Regions from separate parts of the Mus musculus genome. Here region 2 is linked to region 1. Evidence: chromatin contacts called from public HiChIP or PLAC-seq data. All regions are on one chromosome and are shown on one strand. The core of a region is the stretch at or near the end of the contact, and the rest is flanking DNA. Distances in the headings are between cores, read along the strand shown. Region 1 overlaps Ptprn2 (protein tyrosine phosphatase, receptor type, N polypeptide 2). Region 2 overlaps Ptprn2 (protein tyrosine phosphatase, receptor type, N polypeptide 2).

Evidence for each region. HiChIP or PLAC-seq counts read pairs in DNA pulled down with a chosen protein or histone mark.
Region 2: a contact with region 1 is called in an H3K4me3 HiChIP or PLAC-seq map of embryonic forebrain, with 2.3 times the contacts expected there. The contact joins two enhancer-like sites. A contact is called at or near these places in 1 of 39 promoter capture datasets (hippocampal neurons), 2 of 484 Hi-C or Micro-C datasets (cerebral cortex and stem cell-derived neural progenitor cells) and 8 of 115 datasets of contacts at active chromatin or transcription factors (craniofacial prominence, embryonic basal ganglia, embryonic forebrain and 5 more).

Annotation. Positions count from the first base shown.
Region 1 is chr12:117,157,936-117,162,750 of GRCm38.p6, reverse strand. Ptprn2 (protein tyrosine phosphatase, receptor type, N polypeptide 2) reads right to left here. Exons shown (of 23, transcript NM_011215.2): 13 at 945-1,157. Among named protein-coding and RNA genes, the nearest start is that of Gm10421, 9.1 kb to the right of the region's middle. Within about 2 kb of position 2,095, at least 25 of the 459 cell types and tissues checked have an H3K27ac peak or open chromatin away from gene starts, as enhancers often do. A contact at or near this core is called in embryonic forebrain, where this site is marked.
Region 2 is chr12:117,271,360-117,276,174 of GRCm38.p6, reverse strand. The region is part of intron 22 of Ptprn2 (protein tyrosine phosphatase, receptor type, N polypeptide 2); the gene reads right to left. All of the region lies in intron 1 of Gm5441 (predicted gene 5441), which reads left to right. Among named protein-coding and RNA genes, the nearest start is that of Mir153, 23 kb to the right of the region's middle. Within about 2 kb of position 2,779, at least 29 of the 459 cell types and tissues checked have an H3K27ac peak or open chromatin away from gene starts, as enhancers often do. A contact at or near this core is called in embryonic forebrain, where this site is marked.

The DNA.
Region 1 (4,815 bases), core at 846-3,345:
GCATTTGCTTTATATACTGTGTGATGTGAATTACTGATAAGACATTAGACACCACAGACATGTGGTTAGAAAAGACAAAAGATTCAATAAATTGGAGAAAACCTTAAACTGCATATTGATTAAATTTTTAAATGTAGCAATCAAGTAAGTAATTTTATAACCCTAAATAGAATAATACATTTAGAGTTAAATGATATTTTATATTAAAAATTTGAACTCCCTGACTTCTATATATTTTGGGCTTGCGTTGCTGCTGAGTGGAGTCACAGTTTCATTTTAGCAAGTCATTCATTACGAAACTGTTGATTATGCCCCTTGTGTTTTGACTCTGGCACTCACACTTCTCCAGGCTTCTGTTCTCCTTCCAGGCACGTTGGGTGCCTGTCTGTGTTTCTAGCACACATAGCACACAGCTGCCACTGCTGACTCATGAAGACATATGCACTCTACATTCCATTTATCAGTATTAGGTTTCACTTTATCCAAACAATAGCAGAGGGTGGCAACAGATCAGGTCAAAAGATCCCTTCCTATAAGACCCCCAAGGAAGTTGATGATTTAAGAGCCATCTTCACACATCTACACAGCCAATCCATCTTGCAACTGTGGCGTGTTTCATTAATAGTGACCAGATTAAGATAACAGACAATGCATAATTCATGTACTGTACTTTTTCCACATTTCTAATTAGCAACCCACTTTCTACAGCTAATGTAAGACTACCCAGAAACGGTGTAAGATTAATACAGAGCCATAAAATTGTGGTTGCAAGGTATTTACATGAATGCTAATGAGAAGTTTCAAATTGTCATCATAAAAGAGCCTGTACTGTGACTTCATGAGGGAGTATAGAGGGTGAGAGAGGGGACAGACTGCCCTCCTCCTTCACTCTCAAATCAAGTTTGGCAAATCCAAGGAGAAAACTTTGAAAAGTTTATTTTTACCTGGTAGGCTTCAGTGGCATCTGCACTGGGGTCAGCGCCTAGTCCAGACAACTTGTCCTTCAGCTTGTAGTGTGAGTTGTGGCGGAGGCAGTAGGCAAGGCTGGAAGCCAGGAGAACCCCCAGGATGCAGGCAATGGAGAGGAAGGTGAGCAAAATGAACTTGGTAGAGTCCTCTTGCTCTTCCTGATGCGGCAGGAGTTTGAGCTTTCCCTTCTGCAGGAGGAGGAGAAGAGGGAGGAGAACAGGTTACTACTCAGGGGACCTTGACTCCAGCAGCACACCCCCTCCAGACTTAGTGCAGCCTCAACATGAGGGGGCTGTGCAGGGACACACGTGCAAAGAAGTTCCAACACCATACCTCCAGACCGAATTTCTATTAAGCAGAAGTCAAGAGTAACCCCAATAGTGGCTGTTCTTCAAACTTAATAATGTAAAGTATTTGGTACCCAACTTGCTGCTTTAAGTAAAACGAAGTGTACATCATTCCTAATCAGATACAGATTTTGTCCAGAGCATGTAATCCAGCACATGCTTGGCAGGAGGTGGGTAAAATATTAACAGAACTAAATAGTCCCCAGTATCAGTAGAATGCACTGGCCAGAGTCATCATAGCTCTGGGACATGGCTTCTTCTCTAGAAGACATTCTGTGGGTTAATGCAACCAGCTCTAGTCACTCTCTATAAGCACAGACTCCAACTACTGGTACCTGAGTATTGTTCCTTCAAAGGGGACAAGGTCTTTGGAAATAGATGATTGGGAAGTTCACTTTGCATCTTGGGGGAATAGGTGAGAAAATCCTCTCTGTCACTCAAATCCAGGGCAGATAGCCAGACAGCGCCCCCCTCATTAGCTTTATTAGGAGGTGTATTAGCAACAATTAAACACGCCACAGGAAAATGGAAGGGCCGCAGGCAAATCGCCCACGACTCCCGGCCAGCAACCCCCACAATTACTCGGGAAATGAATGGAAGAGCACGCCCCTGCCTCCGTCCTGGTTGCTACAAGAGGAGAACAATTAGCAAACTCCTTTCCGCCACCTAATTTCGCGTGGTAACAAAATGGATTTTTCCCCATGAATGCCTGGCCGGCCTATTCATTATCTCTCTTCTATTAGTAATTTTCTGCTCCGCTTTCAGCCTCCCAACTCTTCGTTTCCTCCAGTCTCTGAGTGTACACAGTGTCTCTTATGTCAGGCCGGGCCCATTTTTATCTTGTAATCATAAAGGCCACCAAAGCAATTATCGCTAGTCTTGACTGGAAAAGCTGGTCATTAATTAGCCTGCTTTTGCCTTCGGTGCGCGGATTAGCGGGCGCTGGGACCGAGTTAATGGAAACGCGGGTTAAATGAGAAAAGACGCCGGGATTTCCTGCCTGGATGCGCGGCTTGGTTCTGCTTGGCTCTGGACCCAGGAGGTTCCTGGACTTCAGTAATGGATGGAAGAGAGGAAGGGAGGGGGCTCCAAGGCCTGGCAGAGGGGACCTTTGGGAGGGGAGCAGGAGACCCGGAGCAGGAACGTGGACACCTCTCCCAGGACTGAGTGGGCGACACCCTTGGCTGCTGCGAGCCAGCAGCATAGAAGATCCTGCACAGGGGAAAGCTGTGGAACCCTTCCCTTCCTCCTCTTGGCTTCCTCCCGGGTCCCCTCCTCTTTTCACTCCCGCCCACCCCACAGGAGAGCTTCTAGAAAGAAGTCATTCCAGAGTCTCCCGCCCCTCCCCCCAAGTCAGCGAAGTCCCCATCTCAGTTTCTAAGCTACACTTCTTTGCCCCAGCACGGGCAGGAGCATAAACCACACAAATAACCCTTTCGGCCAGGGTCTCGGTGGCCCAAATGGCTGTCCTCACATGACTGGATGTAGTTCGCACAAGAACAAACCCTTTTCCTTAAGTTCCTGGCCAGTGGACCTCCGCACCATTCGCAAAACGGAGCTGTTCACTCCCCAGGGTTCAGTGTGGTCCCAGGTATGCCAGGGCGGGAGCTGGTCACACTCTGCCGGATCCATGGCTGCTTTCCCACCGCCCTTGCCTGTCTAGCCTCTTCTCAGCAGACCACAACAAAGGCAGTGGTGGGATGGCAATGGCAAGGACACCTTACCCATCTCCTGAGCTGAGGGTCCCTGAACCAAGGCCCAGCGTAGGCTTTGGGCGGACCTGCACGCCACGTGGCGCTGGAAAAGGACCTCCTTAACCTGGCTTCAGGCACGAAATTCCTCGGCTTCAGGTTCTCAGATAACTCTAAGTTACCAGCCATGCTGGGCCATGGTATATGACAGCCCATCAGTACACTCTGCACTGTACCCGCGCTTCCACAGGGCTGGGAGCACCAAGCGATCAATGGTCCGTAGTATGAACTCCGCCTGACTGACAGCACTGCCAGGTGACAGACACTGGGCACTCTGGAGCCACAGGAAGAGGCAGGTGATGTTCCTACAAGTGAACGGCGTGGCAACCTGCGGGGCTGGCTGCAGGGCAACCAGTGAAAAGCCCAGGTGCCCCAGCTTCTTTCTCGGTTTTATTTTAAACCAGTTGGTTGCTGGGATTTTTCTCAGAGGCTGAACCAAATTGTCCGGGCAAGAGCAGAGACTTCCTTCTCAATGGGCTCCTGTGGGATAACTGAAGAGGGCAGGGCCAGATTACTCTAGGCTCCACCCATCTCTGTGCCCCTGAGTAGTCCAGAGGAGTGGCTGGTGACCAGGATTAGTGTCAGCTGTACTCCTGCCCCAGAACCCCACCAGATAGGAGGCTCACACCACTGGCCTATGGGGTAGGAGTCGGGGAGGCACCCAGATCTGAAACTATGGGCTTCAGGGCCTGCCTTGGTGTAGGGCACCCTGGAAGGTTGGCAGAGTGGAGGTTGAAAGGAGTGATGTCTGACAGAAGAGGGTAAGGTAGATGCTGGATCAAGGGACCCCCACTTCGAGTCAATATATATCTAATATTAAGGTCTGAATTTCAACTGACTGATGGCTTCTCAAACCTGAAAATTTATCTCTTAGGGGCTCTCTGCCTGACAGTAGCACCAAAATGCCCTGACCTGAGGGTTGAAATGGGTGGGGTGGGGTGAAGGGAGAGAACCTGCTAGCAGTGGATGAGGTTGTAAGAATCCTGGGATGGGGGAAATAAAATTTCTAGAAATTCTTGTTTTAATGTCAGTTGAACATCCTACGTATAGCGACTGAGTTAACAACCTTGCATTTTCTTTCTTTTTGTGGAGCTAAAAAAGTGCATTTAAAAAAAAATGCTTGTTAGCCAGAAGCTGCAGTGGGAGAAGTGTGTCTGCTGGAAGCTTGAAGTGAGTTTGCACCTGGGCTGACCCAGGTGCAGCTGGAGCCACAGTCCCTCTCAGTATGGTGACTTCCCAAGGATGAGCAGTTTGGTGCGGACCACAAGGCGGCTTTCCGGGGGGGGGGGGGGGGGACGTCCCGGAAGACAGCCCAGACTAGTCATAGACATCTTATCAGTTTTGACTTGAAATTGAAAGAATAATGATGTTTAAATATTTATAACTTTGACATTTACAGTCAGATGTCTTTTAAAAGCAGAGCACCTTCTGCACAGTGGAAGCTCTTTCTGAAAGTTTGGAGCAGTGCTGGCTGAGGAGGGCGGTGGAGAGGACTCTCAGAAGGAGGTTGTTAGAGGTGCTGGGGTGGGGGAGGGGGGCTGTGCATCCAGGAAGTGGGAGGCACACTCATCAGCCCCACACTATCAAGTCCTGAGCAGACTTAAAAAATAATAGGAGTAGGGCAGACTTTAAAAATAATCAGGGATAAGCAGGTCCAGGTCGCACCAGCTCAGAGGCAGCTCAGGTGAACTGTAACCTTGAGCACGTCTTGCTATCATCTCTACCTGCAGCTCCTCAATTTTAGAATA
Region 2 (4,815 bases), core at 1,530-4,029, 110 kb before region 1:
AGCTCTGCTGAAACGGGGTGCAATGGCTGCTTCTAGTTAACAGGCTATCTCCAATTCAACTCTGTCCTCTCTGTCAGGGAACCTCCTGTCATCCATGGAACTCTTAAGACAGTGACTCTCATATCCATTCACAAATGGAGAGGAACATGGTCCCCAGCTAAGGAGCAGCCATGGGAAGATCAAGGTGAGGACAGTGGTTGAGAGGGGGCTAGCCTGTCTCCTTTTAAGGTCTGATGGTCAAGATCAGATGTTGGGTGGCTATCTTCCCCCTTTTCAGCCTCCACATGAGTCCTTGCAGACTCCGTGGCTCAGAGCTCTGGAAGCACCAGCTACTGGTTGATCACACTGCAGAAGTCATGGGCGTGATAATTTGTGCATGCCCTTATCTAGGTAGCAGTCACAGACTGATTGAACAGCTCTCTGTATAACCCTACAAACTCATTGCAATGCCAGCATTAGTGTGCAATCAGAACCAGACCCCACCTTACCATGGATTCATATTTGGACTTTTAGTGGCCTGGGGCTAAGTCTGGTGCCAGCCACACTTACTGCTCTACTATGGTGTTACCACACATTGACCCCTCCCGCATTGACCTCTGCTTTTTATATTGAGACAGGGTTTCGCTTTGTAGCCCAGCTGCCCTGACCTTCTTGACTCTTCTCAGCTGAACAATGGCTCACTGGTTATGTATACAGCACCTTTGGCTGTGCCCACAATTGGAATTTATGTTCAGCAAACGTCTTAAAAATCAGTGGAAGATGCAGCTATGGAATAAAACCCATGATGGGTGAGTAGAGACACCAGGAAAGGAAAGAGCAAGCATCTCCTGCTGTTGTCTGAGTGGGTGGGAGATGCCAGAGCAGGATCAAGGTCCATGAAAGAGCAAGAGCCTCCTGGTGTTGCCGGAGTGTGTGGCAACAGAAAGAACTCTATTCACTCTGAACCAAGGAATAGTTTTTAAAGCACCTAAATTCTGTTTACAGAAAGCAGAGCCTACAGTCTCTCTACAAGTCTTCCAGCTTGGCCCTGCACCTGGAGAAGCTCAGACTGGAGAAGGTGTCACTGTGACTCTGCGTCACCCATGTCATTGCAGGAGCAGGTGTCACTGTCTGTGTGTCACCCCATGTCCTTGCTGGGGCAGAGTTCACCGTCTTGCTGGGGTAGGGAGAAAGCCTGCACACCTCTTACCTAGCTGACCTGTGTGACATGGAAGGACACTTGTGTAGTCCAGGTGAGCTGCTTAGATAGGACTCTGCCATCACAGAGTAGCCACATACGTGACCATGACTGTGTTCATGTTGATGGCCGTGGTGGTGTGAAGATCACAGAGCAGGGTGGTGGCTATTCAGTTGTACTTGTGCTTGCATTTTAAAGCATTCGCTTGAGTGGTTGCTATGACAACCGTCATCCCGTATTCTAATGAGAGCTTCAGTAAAGTGTGATACCTGTACCTACAACCTTGAGCTCCTCAAGCCAACACAGGAGGTGATTCCCAAGGAGGCTCTCAAAAGGGATCTAAGACCCAGTGTCTTTCTGTGTCCCTGCTGCCCCTCTTTGAAGTGCTAGATCAGCCCCTTGGTCTAATGACAGAGCCAGGAGAAGCGGGGATGGCCATGAATAAATAGGTCATGTGTGCATGAATAGGTCAGGTGTGGACTGAGTCAGGCAGACAGACAGAATCACAGGAAGAATGACAGATGCGGAGAGACAGAAAGATGGAGAACGAACAGATATTCTGAGAGAGAATGGAGAGACAGAAAGAGGGAGTGGAGGGAGAGAGGGAATAAGGGATGGAGAAAAAAAGAAGGAGGCAGACAGACAGGCATGGGGCTCGGGAGATAGGGAAGGGAATAACTTCTCTAGTCTGTGGGTGAGAGAGTGGGCTGGGTCACTTCCAGGTATGACACATACACCTGATTGAATCATCACTTCTTGGTCCAAGCTTAGCCTGGAAAGGTGGGACACATCTGAGCCCGGTGCCCTGTTTCTAGAGCCTTGGAAATGCATAGGGCATAAGGAGGATGGACTTGGGGAGCAGAAGTCGAAGGTGAGAGGGCATTGGGCACCATGTACTCACACATCCACATATATTCATACACTGATACACACCCATCACACCCTTCCATATAGAGTAACACCACACACATGTTCACACTCACCCACACTCACTCTCTGTCCCCACACACTCATACCTACTCCCACATACATTTGCAAGCACCATGCATTCACATCCCCCCCAGTCACCCCCACTCACTCATGCACACCCTTCCATATCCACACACACTTGCACACACTCACTCACACATCTACATGCATCCATGGGCAATCCCGTTCTCTCTCTCTCTCTCACACACACACACACACACACACACACACACACACACAATTCGGGGAGTCCACTATCGACTCCTCGTTTGCATGCTTTTTGCACACACCCTTGGGAGTGCCTGTCTTGTTGAGCGCAGCGTGCGTGCGTGCGTGCGTAGCTCTGGGTTATAGGACTGCTTTCTCTAGAACTGATGAATGTAAAAGAGGAAATATCACAGGGTGTGGTGGCACTGGACGCAATCCTTCCACTTGGGAGGCTGAGGCAGGAGGAAAAGGGCAAGGACAGGGTGAAAGAGAGGGGAATGCTTTAGTGTGTGAGAACAGCCCAAGGAAACCTTTCCTACACACAGTTAACCTACACTAATAACAACAACCAAATTAAGCCAAAGCCACGGGATGGAAAGTGTTAAGGCCTCTGGTTACTATGGCAACTCTTCCAGGCCCTGGGGAGGGAGGGGAGGCTGTGTCCATAGCAGACACAGCTGAGGTAAGGATTAGCCTGAGCCCCGCCTGGATTCCCTGTTTGCAGCTTTCCTGACACCTTGCCTCCCTTCTCCAAGGTTGGCTCCTTTTGTACCTGTCAGAATCCTCAGCCGCTGCCCTAGGTGGTGATAAGGGGCTCTCGTCTTAATCCTGGCTAAATCCTCATAGGCAACCAAGCCTTTGTGTGTCCTGGTGTTTCTTCTCAGTTCATGATGCTAGGGCAGGCATTTGTTAGGTGTTTGCTGTGTGTACGACAAGCCTGCGTTTCAGGAAGAAAAGCTGTTACCCTACGACTCACTTTAACGAAGAGTATGTGCTGTCAGGAGTCTCCAGTCCACTCAAGCTCTTGTGTCAGTCACTGGTTGTTACCCTTCCTCTGGTCCAAATGGTGGAATCTGATCAAGTACCTTCACATGAATTGAAAGCCCATGCCTGCCTTCAGCTTGGGTGAGGAGCATGGCTCTGTTTGTCCCCAGTTATTTTTCTGTTTTTACAAAACCAAAGTGCAATGAGCAGCCCAGTATCATAAGGTGAATCTGGGGAAAGCGACATAAATGTGAGAGGACTGACCTTTGTGTTGCCATGGACACGGGAGCAGGTTTCCACCTCTAAACATCCAGCCTGAGGGAGGGGACAAATCCTTGTCACCATCCACCAGAGAGCAGGCCATGTGGGTGGACTTGGTCCCTGAGCCTTGTGTCACCCTGAGACACAGCTGGCTGCAGGGATGGAGCACTTGGGTTCATAGATATGTAGAAGTAAACACACACCACAGTGATAATCAAGATAATTATTAATATTGTAATAATCAGTAGAATCATCACCATGGCCACAAAGCACCGAAGCTTGGGCTGGTGCTGCGTGCTGGGCCTGACTTCAGTAATCAAGCCATGGGGGCTGGTTTTTGGCAATAAGATACTGATATCAGAGAGCCAAATGGCTAGCTTCTGTGATGTGTTAGGCAATGCTCCTGATTCTTGTACACGCTTTCCCCTGGGATCACTGCAGATCCTCATATATCCAGCTGATGTTTCGGGCACTCCCAACTTTCTGGTGGGGAAGAGGTCTGTGAGGTCCACAGAGGCACAGATGGAAGAGACTGGCTTGTATTTCTGGTGGAGTCCCTGAAGCAGAGTGTGGCTCCAGGGTCGGGATTCACTTTCTATTCCTGGCTCAAAGTGTCCCTGACTTTCCTAGCATTGCCAGCCTCTGCCCTGTTCTGAGCTGCCGGCTGCAGGGTGGTGCCCAACATGATCTTACAGCTGGGTGGCCCTCCCTTCCACGGGCACAAAGCCTGTGGATGATTTGTCACTGCTAGCCACTGTCCTGTGACCCTCCTGTCCTGGAAGCCTCACATCTCTAAGCAGAGAGTGACCCCAGAACACTGAGGTCTTTCTCACAGGATCGTAGGCGGTTACAGAGGGGAAGTGCTCATTCAGCAGTGGGGAGACCTATAGACACACTTCAACAGTGGTAGACGTCTGGGCTGTGTGCTCTGGGGAAGATCTACTTCCCAATGGTTCTGCTTGACACACTCAGCTGTATGGGTCACCAAGGGGCATCTGAGGAACTTGGCCATCAGAGAGTTTATGGATCACTGGCCTATCGTAGACCATAGGAGACGAGGGAGGGGATGTTCCATACCTGGTCGTTCTGGAATGACTGTCCCTACAAGAGGTCACCATGGTCACCGACATGGGTGTGGTCTGCTCAGTCTGGTGGTCTAATGGCAACTTCAGTTTTTGATTACTATATTGTGGCTATGCAAGGTGTTAACACTAGCAGGAGCTGATTAGGGGGTCTGGTGGTTATCTGTATTATTTCTGTAAATTGCTTTTATAAAAGGTTCAGTTGATTAATTATATCTATGAGAAGACATATGCATAATATATTCCAGTGTTCCCAAAAGCCAGAAGACGGAGTTGGGCCTCCTTGGGCTGGAGTTACAGGCTGTGGTAAGCTGCCTGATATGGGTTTTAGGACTCACACCTAGGTCCTCTGTA